2 separate regions of the Triticum aestivum genome follow, and region 1 is linked to region 2. Evidence: chromatin contacts called from public Hi-C data. All regions are on one chromosome and are shown on one strand. The core of a region is the stretch at or near the end of the contact, and the rest is flanking DNA. Distances in the headings are between cores, read along the strand shown.

Region 1 (3,622 bases), core at 912-3,411, 680 kb before region 2:
TCATGTATGTATACGAAACACTTGACTACTCAGCTTACTGAACTGCTAAGACATATAAGGTGTTGCAAACAAATGAAGAAAAAGCCTAACTACACAGTACACACACTAATAGTTGTGTTCAGAGACACATCCAAACATAACATAACTGCTCGATGAGGTCCAACATAGATGTAGTTCCTAGCTGGTTTTTAGTTTGCAAATACTTCCGGCTGTTCATTAGGCAACAGTTCCACCAAATTTGTGTTTTAGTTGCTTACCGGCAGTGGCATTAGAGAGTGTGGCACATGACTGACAGAGGAGAAACTTTCTAAAAACATGGTACAAACTCCCCATGTTCTATGTGCATGGAGCTAATATAACATCTATTTTAGATAGTAAGAACTCTGCAATTCAAAGTGAGAATGTCTTTTCAATCTAGCTATCGTTCAGCTACGTGTGAGGTTTTTCTGTAAGAAAATTGCTCAGTGTATGCTCCAAGCACTAAAATTTACCACCTCTAGTCATACAATTGAATGTCTAAAATAGTGTGTTAATCTTGGTGCAGATTGCTTGTAATTTTAGCTTGATGCATACAGCAGAAGGGATGAACTAATGTACCAGATTTTGAAATGGTTTGCACCTACTTACAATACAAAATACTAATTTATATAATACCGAGGACAATAAGTGCATGCTTCCAGCTTAGTGGAAGTATGCGACAACGAAAAACAATAATATTTTAAGCAGGTTCAGCCTTTCTCCAGCCATTACAATATGAAAGGAATGAACTTCGTAGCTAAACAACGTGACAGCCTACACTAGGGTCCGAAAATTCAACAGCAATCTTCATCAGACAATACAGCAAAATTACTTCATTTTTTTACACAAATCAATTAGAATTCATAGTGTTCTTTAATGTTCAACAGCAAAAGGTGCATATTTCATCTTAAATGGTTCAACGTTGATCCCATCAAAACAGCTATTCACTGTTGATAGGGAAAACATCCAGCGGTAATTTGCTCTTGAAATCAAATTCGTAGTACTTTTCAACTAAATTGTCTGATACAGGTTTATAGCAATAGCACAGAGTGATTGGTTGAATGAAAAATTGAGAACGTAAGATATCCTTAAGCATACACCAACCATATAAGACTGAACCAACATAGTTGAGTCCTTTCTTCTGGGTAACTGAGTGTGGTATTCTGCAACGTTGTTCCCCGAGTACGCATCCGACAGGGAAAATTTATTTCAGACCAGTTCTACCTACGACTCCCAATTCCATATGACAACCTATCAGCCTACAGCTCCCAATTGCATATGACAACGTACTAGCCTACAACTCCCAATTGCATATGGTAACCTCTTAGCCTACAGCTCCCAATTGCATATGGCAACCTCTTAGCCTACAGCTCCCAATTGCATATATAGTCCTCGAAAGAGCTATTTCCCAGCTAAAGTCGTGATGATGCTGGAATAATTTGTAAACAACCTAAACATTAAAGGCCTGTTCGGACTCCCTCCTGCTCTCCAACTCCGCTCCGGAGCGGAGCAACATGCAGTGTTAATTTGAGGAGCTGCTAATACGGTACTCCACCCGCTCCGCTCCCGAGTGGAGGAGTGGAGGGCTACCGAACACAGCCTAACTATGTCGAAACTCCAAAAGCTAAAATAAAAAAGAAATAAAACCTCAGTGCAATCCTTCTAAGCAGTATACAAGTATAAATCTTCGGCGGCTTGGCCCTAATTGTCTCCTCAGACCGCTAAGCGTTGGATCAGCGTCCTAAAAACAATAGAGGGCGCAAGAACCCACCTCGAATCCAATGATGGGAACGGGGGGCAAGTCACGGAGGAAGTCGGCGGGCTTGCGGTGAGCCCGGCGCATCTCCTCCTCGACGAGGCGGTCAACCTCGCGCTTCACCGCAGGGTCGCCGTAGTCCCCGTCGATGTAGGGCAGCGCGTCCACCGTCTCAGCGTCCGGAGGCGGGCGCCAAGGCACACCCGCAGCCTCGGACGGTGGCGCCTCCAGCATAAGCACCTCCCTCGTCGCCGACGAGGCCATCACGGCGGCCGCGCGTGAGCAGGTAGCCGCGAGCCAGAGAGAGAGGGAGCGGGCGCGGTGTAGGTTAGGGCGTCGCGCCGGGGATCAATGGGGCTGGAGGAAGAAGCTCAACGCGCATGGGCCGCTTTGCGTTTTGGGCTACGTAGGTCATTAAATGTTTTCAACCGAGAGCGAGCAGAGAGACGCGCGTTCGTGGGTACCACTCGGCGGCGTTTAAGGCCCAGTTCTTTGGGCGGCTTTTCCATAAAGCCGTTCCACCCAGCCTCTTAAGCCCTTCTCAAAAAAAAACCCCCCAGCCTCTTAAGCAGCTCTTTCATATTTTTTTTCGCTTCTCAACTAGTAAGGGATAAACTCCACTAAAAAAATAGTAAGGGATAAACGACCACATGACACATGTGGTAAGCAATCCAAACAATTAAAAAAATAAGGAATAAACGAGCTTAGATTAAAAGAAAATTCTCGCAGAAAAAAGATTTTAAAAAAATGTTCATGTTTTAATAGTTTATAATTTTTTAAAATATCATGATTTTAAAAAAGTGAATGTGATAAAAATAAAAACACAAAAACCAAAGACAGAGCAAAACTTAGCGGAAAAACATAGAAAAAATAAACACAAACAAAAACTACCCTGGAAAAACCAACCTTCTAGAAGGCTCTCAAGACGGTGGGGAAAAATCTACCTGTGCCAGCCCACATAGGAGACTACTAGCACATATGCCCATGCGTTGCAGCGGGAGAGATATTTCTTTGCGAGAAGCAATGGGAGAGATAATTGATGTGTCCATAAAAACGATCTCCATAGCGGTGCGACAGAGAGAGGAGTTGTGGTCTTCTCACGGGTCATGTTTGTCCCGCGAGATCTTGATAGTGTTGGGTTAGTCGGCGTGGCAGCAACCATCCAACTCGTGCCTTTTTTTTCCTCCGGGCCCGCCTTTGTCTCGGGGTTTTTTCTGCCTCCTCATTTGGTAGCTATGCGGCGACCTTCGAGGCATGGTTGTTTCGACCACTCTCTCTTACGATGGCATAACCGGATGGATTACTAATTCTAGCTCATAAATCCCGTTTCATAGTGCATAATCAGACATCAATGTCCCTTCTTTATTAGAGTTTATTCTCTTTTATTATTTTAACGCTCACGTGCCCACAATTTTTTTATTCGAGCCAAACCAAAATATTATCTTTTATTGGCCCAAGAAAAAAATTGCTCCGTCGGGCGACCTAGTAGGGGAGTGCGCCTAAGGCCCAATACTGCCTGTGCGATGGAGCAATTTTTTTTCTTGGGCCAACTACATGGGGGCTACTATATGACGCTAGTTGCGTAAAATAGCACGTGGGACGCACATCAGTTCGTGTATGGACCAGCACACTAGTAGGCTCCAAGACGACTTGTGTTTGTAAGGCATAAAAAATCCAAAAAATGATAAGTTGAAGGATCGAAATCATGCCCTCAAAGACCTGCCTACGTGTTGCTAGCCACTCGAAGAGACAAGTCCAACCAACCAATGGCCAGCTCAAACATTTAAGATCATACTCCAATGTCAGATTGGAAACAATTTTTGTTTTTTATTTTTTCTAAAATATAAA
Region 2 (3,974 bases), core at 1,220-3,719:
GCATCTATGGAGTCTACTAGCAACGAGGGGAAAGGAGTGCATCTACATACCCTTGTAGATCGCGAGCGGAAGCGTTCCAATGAACGTGGATGACGGAGTCGTACTCGCTGTGATCCAAATCACCGATGACCGAGTGCCGAACGGACAGCACCTCCGCGTTCAACACACGTACGGTGCAGCGACGTCTCCTCCTTCTTGATCCAGCAAGGGGGAAGGAGAGGTTGATGGAGATCCAGCAACACGACGGCGTGGTGGTGGATGTAGCGGGTCTCGGCAGGGCTTCGCCGAGCTTCTGCGAGACGGAGAGGTGTAACAGGGGAGGAGGGAGGCGCCCAAGGCTGTAGGTTGCTGCCCTCCCTCCCCCCTTTATATAGGCCCCCTGGGAGGGGGGCGCCGGCCAGATCCCATCTAGGGTGGGGGGCGGCGGCCAAAGGGGGGGAAGGGGTTGCCTTGCCCCCCAAGGCAAGGGGGAAGCCCCCCCACCCTAGGGTTCCCAACCCTAGGCGCATGGGGGGAGGCCCAAGGGGGCGCCCCAGCCCACTAAGGGTTGGTTCCCTTCCACTTTCAGCCCACGGGGCCCTCCGGGATAGGTGGCCCCACCCGGTGGACCCCCGGGACCCTTCCGGTGGTCCCGGTACAATACCGGTAACCCCCGAAACTTTCCCGGTGGCCGAAACTTGACTTCCTATATATAATTCTTCACCTCCGGACCATTCCGGAACCTCTTGTGACGTCCGGGATCTCATCCGAGACTCCGAACAACTTTCGGGTTTCCGCATACACATATCTCTACAACCCTAGCGTCACCGAACCTTAAGTGTGTAGACCCTACGGGTTCGGGAGACATGCAGACATGACTGAGACGCCTCTCCGGTCAATAACCAACAGCGGGATCTGGATACCCATGTTGGCTCCCACATGTTCCACGATGATCTCATCGGATGAACCACGGTGTCGAGGATTCAATCAATCCCGTATGCAATTCCCTTTGTCAATCGGTATGTTACTTGCCCGAGATTCGATCGTCAGTATCCCAATACCTTGTTCAATCTCGTTACCGGCAAGTCTCTTTACTCGTACCGCAATGCATGATCACGTGACTAACGCCTTAGTCACATTGAGCTCATTATGATGATGCATTACCGAGTGGGCCCAGAGATACCTCTCCGTCACACGGAGTGACAAATCCCAGTCTCGATCCGTGCCAACCCAACAGACACTTTCGGAGATACCCGTAGTGCACCTTTATAGTCACCCAGTTACGTTGTGACGTTTGGCACACCCAAAGCACTCCTACGGTATCCGGGAGTTGCACGATCTCATGGTCTAAGGAAAAGATACTTGACATTGGAAAAGCTCTAGCAAACGAAACTACACGATCTTTTATGCTATGCTTAGGATTGGGTCTTGTCCATCACATCATTCTCCTAATGATGTGATCCCGTTATCAATGACATCCAATGTCCATAGTCAGGAAACCATGACTATCTGTTGATCAACGAGCTAGTCAACTAGAGGCTTGCTAGGGACACGTTGTGGTCTATGTATTCACACATGTATTACGATTTCCGGACAATACAATTATAGCATGAACAATAGACAATTACCATGAACAAAGAAATATAATAATAATCATTTATTATTGCCTCTAGGGCATATTTCCAACAGCAGTGCCGTCCCCACCTTGAAGGTGATGCCTGGGTGCCCATGGTAGCTACCAGGGTTGAAGCCGGAGGTGGTGGTCGCATTGGTATCTACGAGAAGGATTTCGGCAATGTGTCTATGGTTATAGATTTTCACGGTGCAATTACTCCGTTGTTAGTATCTCTTGGATGACATCTTCTCCGAGTCTGACTGATTTCTACTGTTCACTCGTCGACTTCTAAGCGCTAAGGATGGATGACGCGTTGACCCAGCCTGGCTGAAGTCAAGGCGTGCTTTCAAGGTATTCTGTTTTGGTCGTGATGCAGTCTTTAAGCTTCGAGTCTTGTTTGTTTTTAAGTTGCTTACCAAAGGGGCCATGTGGTTTTGAGCTCCGAGTCTTGCCTCCTCACCATACCTGGCTTGGGGTTTGACTAGGCGAGTTATTTTGTTGTTGTAATCGTGGTGTTGTGCATGCCAAAATGCATTGTATGAGTTGCTTGACTTTTCTTCTATGATATTGATCTCTCTCTTTAATGTATCCTTGAAAAGAAATATTACACGGGTCTTTAAAATCCCTCTCTTTAATGCTTCTTTTTCAGATGATAGGCATATTACAGATACTTTGCGAAAGAAACATCAAGCGAATCCTTATAGGATAGGTGTGCGAGCATGCTTTCATAGGATGAGTATATGTGCGTATGTGAGCATCCGAGTATGCAGTGTGTTAAAGAAAAGAGAAATATTATTTGACTTTCTTTTTGGACTTTTATACCTTGCAAATCCTTCCTTCGCTATAAGAAAAATCTGGAGGAGCATCCCCTGCCGAGCACCTCCTAGTGAAACCGACGCGCGGCGCCTCCACGGCCGCTGCGGCAGACACCTGACGGCTGACGCGCCAACGCCTGGCTGGTGCTCCTACCGCACGGTGGCGAGGCGACTTTCCGCCCCTCCGCCCGCCCGGTCTCGCACGCCACGCGTACGCCGCGAAGGACTCTTCTCCCTCCCCTCCACCGCCCCGCTTTATCCCTCCTCCGGCTACCCCACTAGGCCACTACCGCTCGGCCCTCTCAGCTGCTCCACATTTCCTCCACGGCTGCTCCTCACGGGGGATCCTTCCGAGAACTTGCGGTGCCTGGCGACCGATCTCGGCGTGTGGTGTCGCCCGTCCTCGCCGGCGCCGAGAAGCGGGATCCCGATTCCCGAGGTGCGTGGCCGCCGCCTGCCATCCCGGTTCCTCCTGTTTGAATGGTTCAGGCAGACGCGTGAACTGTTGCTGTGTGCTCTTTGGTTTTTTATAGAGGCCGGTTCGATTGTAGATTTCTGGGGTTCTAGATCCCTCGTCGGCGCTTGTCTGGTGTTGTTTTGGACGATTGGATGTGAGGAAATTTGGTAGATTTCGATCTGCTCCTCCTGGAATTCTACCGATTTTTTCGCTGGTTACGCTCCTGGAAGGTAGGAACCGCAGGTAGTTTTTAGCCTGGACTTGATCTCGACCTGTTTGTTCTTCAGCCCACCGACAGCTGTGTGTGGCATCAGTAGATCCAGTTCTACGGGGAGAAAGGGACAGCTGAAGCGTATATAAATATTCCACAGCGTTATCGCGTCTTGATCGTAAGGTGTTCCATCAGGCACCAGTATTATAACCGACGCTACAGTGGAATTAGTGCCTTGTGCTTATAGGTTCCTCTCCTCCCATTTCCTTTCGCAAAAAAAAGAGGTTCCTCCCATTTCAGAGGTTCCCATGGTTTGTGGCTCATCCTGTTAATTTCCTCTCTTTTTTCAGCGGCTCTTGGAGCTGTGCGTTTTTTTATTATGAATTTCTTAGTTTTTTTTTGTTCTAGCTACAAACCAAATTTTGTTAGTTTTGTACTACGTTGTTACCTGAATTTTTAGTTATGTCACACTCCTTCCATCACACTGGCTTACTGAGTTGTCATTCTGTTCCTTCGCCAGTTTTTCTTCCCATACGAAGATGGAGATAATTTATGCGCATTCATCCGTGCGATAATATTTTTTGCAGGTGTTTCAGTTACATATCTGATAGAGTCGTCCCCCTTTAGTTGGCAAAATGTCATTTCTATGGAAGTCAAGCAATGGTGGTACAACGGAGAAAACCTTGACCTTGGAAGAACAGCAAGAGAAAGTAAGATGCCACTCTTCAACTTTAGAGCTCTATTTGTCTCAACTGAAGTACTTAATCTTAAGGCCATTTGGCTGTTCTATTTACCAAGCAGATAAATGAGGTACGAAAGCAACTTGAAGAACCCTCGTCACTAGCAATACAGGGTTTCCTTTCGGATGCCTCGATACTGAGATTCCTTCGAGCTAGA

Evidence for each region. Hi-C and Micro-C count contacts between places; a contact is called where the count stands out from the background.
Region 1: a Hi-C map of leaf shows a contact between it and region 2, with 5 times the contacts expected there. The contact joins the promoter of LOC123078109 here to the promoter of LOC123078107 in region 2. A contact is called at or near these places in 2 of 5 Hi-C or Micro-C datasets (both in leaf).

The regions. Positions count from the first base shown.
Region 1 is chr3D:172,581,492-172,585,113 of IWGSC CS RefSeq v2.1, reverse strand. It overlaps LOC123078109 (pre-mRNA-splicing factor SPF27 homolog), which reads right to left and starts at 2,161. Exons shown (of 7, transcript XM_044500510.1): 1 at 1,790-2,161. The coding sequence starts at 2,038.
Region 2 is chr3D:171,901,603-171,905,576 of IWGSC CS RefSeq v2.1, reverse strand. LOC123078107 (phosphatidylinositol transfer protein 3) reads left to right here and starts at 2,469. Exons shown (of 6, transcript XM_044500506.1): 1 at 2,469-2,848; 2 at 3,665-3,787; 3 at 3,876-3,974. The coding sequence starts at 3,713.